Linked DNA regions of Choristoneura fumiferana: region 1 is linked to region 2. A link is a contact called in public Hi-C data. All regions are on one chromosome and are shown on one strand. The core of a region is the stretch at or near the end of the contact, and the rest is flanking DNA. Distances in the headings are between cores, read along the strand shown. Region 1 holds the start of mRF1 (mitochondrial translation release factor 1). Region 2 holds the start of LOC141437572 (fork head domain-containing protein FD4-like).

What was found. Hi-C and Micro-C count contacts between places; a contact is called where the count stands out from the background.
Region 1: a Hi-C map of whole pupa shows a contact between it and region 2, with 7 times the contacts expected there. The contact joins the promoter of mRF1 here to the promoter of LOC141437572 in region 2. A contact is called at or near these places in 2 of 2 Hi-C or Micro-C datasets (both in whole pupa).

The regions. Positions count from the first base shown.
Region 1 is chr18:17,300,357-17,303,056 of NRCan_CFum_1, forward strand. It overlaps mRF1 (mitochondrial translation release factor 1), which reads left to right and starts at 1,262. Exons shown (of 2, transcript XM_074102372.1): 1 at 1,262-2,355; 2 at 2,685-2,700. The coding sequence starts at 1,384.
Region 2 is chr18:17,130,487-17,133,186 of NRCan_CFum_1, forward strand. LOC141437572 (fork head domain-containing protein FD4-like) reads left to right here and starts at 1,324. Exons shown (of 2, transcript XM_074101003.1): 1 at 1,324-1,537; 2 at 1,540-1,728. The coding sequence starts at 1,324. The coding sequence ends at 1,619. It overlaps wal (electron transfer flavoprotein subunit alpha wal), which reads left to right. Exons shown (of 7, transcript XM_074102125.1): 7 at 190-423. The coding sequence ends at 255.

The sequences.
Region 1 (2,700 bases), core at 12-2,511, 170 kb after region 2:
GTGAGCCGCCTCACGCCGCAAGTGCATTACTCTAAAACATTTTTAACAAAAAATTTAACCAACTACAAAAAACCATGAAAATAATTTTCTTCCAGTCTGAAGCCGGTCGGTGCCTCAGCACGAGCCAGCAGGAGTGGACCTATAGTCATCTACCTCACCTACGCACTTTATATTGGGTTTCAATTACTCCTGCTGGCTCGTGCTGAGGCACCGACCGATATTATACCTATATTGTATTTCGAAATGAGAAACCGTAAGCAAGGCATTAATATTTGCAATGTACCTGTTCCTCATGCACAACATATCCTTCTTCTTCTTTTTTAATAGGTGTATAAATCCTCGTGTCACATTGTTTGTAACCAAACTGCTCTGAAACGGATTGACCTATTTTTGTTTTTTTTTGTGTATATTCGGTAGGTCTGAGAATAGACGTAATAGTACATTGTGTCTTAAGGGTGGTAAATAAAGAATTACAAACGAGTCGACTTCGGGCTTTAATGAGTCGATGTTCGTAATCCTAGTACCGCCCGTGCGACATACAATGTTTTTCATCACATTTGTGAGTAAAATTGTATATTTGTAAAAGAAAAACTAATATTTTTTCAAAAATTGCCGATACCGCTTACTACGCTCTTGGCGCTGCAGCACGCCATGCAGTAACAAACTCATTTACCGACCTTGGGCTTCATGACAAGAAAATTAGTACGGGCAATGACTCATTTACCGACCACGGGTTTCATGACAGGCACATTAAGGTCGAGGGTTTTTTTTGGGGGGTTGCAAGCAAGGTAGCCTGCATGGTACGACACTGTTTACGAGCAAGTGTACAGTCGCAGGCAACCGCTAGTTGTTTTATAAAATCCTTCTATTTTCAGCTACGATTGCGCCATCTATTTTAAGCTTAAGAACCAAAATAGTTTTTCTATTCAACACCAGATGGCAGAGAAAAAGAGTTGATTATAGCTCCATCTTTTGAACAATACAAAAAACAAAGTATTCATATTCAAGTCACTATGCAAACGATTCAGTACAGCTACTCAACAAAAGATGGCAGATTAGTACTGTTTAACTATTTGATAACGCTAGCACACGAAAAAATTAGAACTGCTAATTTAATCAAATTGTTTTGTTTATCAATAATTATTTTATTGCTACCTGCTGTTACGATAAAATAATTTTTGAAACCGTTGAAATAAGAAAATAAGACTTCATTTTGACAGCTGTCAGTCTATCATGCGACATATTATGAATATGATGTATGTCAATGTCAATAAATGAAATAACCTCCAAATCGAAATGTTATTATAAAGTTGGCAGAAACAGAAAACTCAATAAAAGAAATTACTTATAACTAAGAAAATTACAGTTTGTTAACATTCAAACATGTTGCTTTCAAAGGTTTTTGGTTTGAGATCGTTGGCTAAATTCGAAAGATATTCTCTCCTATTCCGTCAATGTTATTCTTCTGAAAATACTGTGAAGTTATCTGATCCAGCGGTGCAGAAGTATCTTAGTCATTTGATGGTTGAACATGAAAACTTGCTCGTGAAGACACGTCGCTCCGACGAAGAAGTTAGACGCCTTAGAGCTATCAAACCCATTGTAAACGTGCTTGAGCAAAGAATAGCTTTATACGACAGCATTGAGTCGCTCAGAGAACTCAACAAAAAAGAAGGTGACGATGATGAAATCAAGAAGATGATTAAAGAGGAAGCGGAAATATATCTATCACGACTGAAGCAGATAGACAGCGACCTGCAAGCGGTATTACTGCAACCTTATTTATCAGATGGTGGTATCCTATTAGAAGTTACTGCAGGCGCCGGCGGCCAAGAAGCGATGCTTTTTGCACGAGAACTCTTTGATTTGTATGACTCATATGCAAAGTACAAGGACTGGGATGTAAATATAGCATCAATTGAAAAGTCTGACATTGGGGGGTTACGGAAAGGCTCAATGTTGATATCGGGCATTGGTGTCCCAGAGCTCATGAGAGTTGAGGCTGGAGTACACAGAGTCCAAAGAATCCCGTCAACTGAGAAAGGAGGCCGTATACACACTAGCACTGTATCTGTAGCAGTTTTACCTCAACCTACAGAAGTTGAATTGGATATCCCCGAACGGGATATTTCGATAGAAACAAAACGAGCAAGTGGTGCTGGTGGACAACATGTCAATACAACTGATAGCGCTGTGCGAATTACTCACCTGCCCACCGGTACTGTAGTTGACTGCCAAGAAGGTAGGTCTCAGATAAAGAACAAAGAGATTGCAATGCAGAAATTAAGAACACTCCTGCTACAGAAACAGCTTGAAGAACAATCTTCAAAGGTCAATGCTGAGAGAAAATCACAGGTGAATATTTAGTTGCTACTAAATATATAAATGAGAACCAATAATTAAAAAACTTGGCATTATTCAGCTAAAATGAGTCTATAAATATTTCCATAGAGATAGACAATTACACATCATTACTAAATTAAAAAGAAAAAAACTGATTACTTCAGACTGAATTAATTCTAAAGAGAGCTTCTGTGCTCCATGGTGCCCAAAAGGCTGGAAGCATTTCCTTGTTTAAATTACTATGCTAGCTGCCAGCCTTTTTCTAAATCAAATAAGGATAATCATTTGTATCACTTACTTTTTTACTACTGAGTATTTACTATAGTATAAATTGTTCACAGATTGGTTCAAGCAATC
Region 2 (2,700 bases), core at 74-2,573:
TATTTATACAAATAAGCATTGTTCTAAGCTTACACATCACAAATTACAGTTTCTTGTCTAACGTGATAAAAGTTTATTGTATTTAAAATACCACACAGTGAGAACTTTATATCCTACAAATATATGCTGCTGCTGCTGTTTTTAGCATGATTTTATGGCTTTTTTTATAACACATTTTCTTTTTTCTAGGTATCAGACTATGGTCTGGTCGCTGACTTGTTTAAGGCAGTACCAGAGCTCACTGGAAAGCTGTGAATCAATAGTAAAATGTGCAACAAATAGGTCTTAGTGTATTTACAATTAATTCTGTATTACCTACTGTCATTCGCGCACTATGAGATTTAAAAAAAATGTACAATTGTTGATCGTATTGTCTCTTCAATCATGTGTAAAATGATTTTTAAATATAAAATTGTTACATAATGTCTATTGTTTTATTTGAGATATTAAGCGGTTTTTTATTTCTATAAAGATTCAGTGCAATTTTCATATAATCTTATAAGAGTAGATACATTATTATGTCACCTCTATTAATCCACGGCTTCGCACTCAGTTGAAATTCCAGGATTTCACTGAATTTTCAAAGGAACCCCCAAAATCTACATCGTGAATTTTACTAACGTTGCGAAAAGCCACCGCGCAAAATTTTATGTCTAATTTTAGCGGTTAAAATTTTGGGAATTAATTCGATCTTGTGAGAATTTTGGGATAAAAGTGACTTGTGATGTGTTGTTCCGGACATTTACTCATTTATATAACTAATTTCATCTAAATCCGCCCATTCGTTTTACATGGAGGAGAAACAAACATAATACATATATACATGCACACGCACACAGCTACCTAACTTATTTATTTGTAAATCAAAAATGCCGCTACTCGACGCTAGATGGCGTAAGCTCTACTTTACGCCAACTACATTTCATTAAACGTGTGAAAATAAAGTCTCAATACAGAAAGTTTATTTCAATTCGGATACAGTTATCTTGTTCTCAAAATACGCCTCTTTCGTTTTGGATGATTTATATTTCCCTAGCTAAGAATGTAGGTAACATCACCCACCTATCATTATTAGATACTTTACAATGTAACTCTCGTAATCGTAAGTCGCTATTGTATAACACTGCGTGTAGGTATTTATACAAAAGGTATAAACGTTGCGTAGTCAATCACTTCGGTAATAATAGTGATACCTAGTACATAAGAGTGAGATGCGGTTTGTTCGGCGAGTGGCATCCTCGTTATCATAGCTGCGGGCGACAGAGCGCGGGGCGGCGCGGCCCGGGCCCCGCCCGGCCGCCACGCCTCGCGCACACGGCGTGACCATGCCGCCGCCACCGCGCGAATCTTAGAAACAAGCCACCCTACTCGTACATTTCTTTAACGGCGATGGCGATCTGGAGCTCGCCGGAGCGCATGCTGCCGCTGTCGGAGATCTACCGGTTCATCACGGACCGGTTCCCGTACTACCGGCGCAACACGCAGCGCTGGCAGAACTCGCTGCGCCACAACCTCAGCTTCAACGACTGCTTCGTGAAGTGCCGCGCCGGCCGGACCGGCCCGGCAAGGGCGCCTACTGGACGCTGCATCCGCAGGAAGGAACAGGAAGAGAAGGATAACGTTGCGCCTGATATAACGATACATTTTATTTTGAAAAGTTTCAAAATAAGTGAGTGTCAGTATGAAATTGCTAAATAGGGAATATTACTGCAATTTTATCCCGTCAGAGTGCAGCACTAGCACATACCATATGTGTGTTTTTTATGTTTATAATGTATATTTTGTTTTATTATGTTTATGTTTTATGAGTAGTAAGTAGTCACCAGTACGCTCGCCGTTCATCGCATTTTCATACAAAAGTAGTTTCGTTCTAATTTACAAACAACACACTGAAACAAAATAAAATCAATGTAACAAAATAATTTTAAGTTTTGTATGAGATATGGAAATTCGTTAATGTTTTTTTGTATTTTATTTTAACCAAACCTAATTACATATAAGCATCGTAATGACTGCACCCATTATAGTTGAAAAGTTGTATTCTTCTTCTTGGAAACGACTGGAGGTAGGTATTAATAAAAGTTACTTCCTTTAAAGAACCTATCTTAACTCAGATGTCTCTCGACTAACTATAGAGATTGTTTAACTTCCCACCTCATGACTCTACGAGGTAGTAATTACCTACGTACCTAAATATGAAACTAGAAACATGTTAATGTTAAAGTTAATGATATGAAATTATAAGATAACTATATAGCCTTTAGCCGCGGGGTCGCACGCGTAAACCTTTAGATCTATCGCAATTGAAATTCTGGGATTTCTAAAACATTCCTAGAGGAATTTCCAAAAATAACAGCATGGTAAGTTGCCAAAAAACACCCGTGCCTAATTTAATGTCTCCAAAAATCCTGGAGGTGGTAATTTTGTTACTTTTACCAGAGCCCGTGGGAGTAGCAAGATAAAAAGTATAAGTCCAGGCATCTCCATACCAAATTTTATCCAAATCCATTCAGGCGTTTTAGCGTGGAGGTAATAGACTCACGCACTCACGCATACATGCACATACAATAGTTATTTGTGCAACAAGAGAGCAAAGTCGTTTTTTGGTGCGAGTGTTGATTTTGAATCCCGAGGAAGCGAAGGATTCTATACCTACCTAATTGAATCACGAGCGTCAGCGAGTGGTTCTAGGTTAGAATC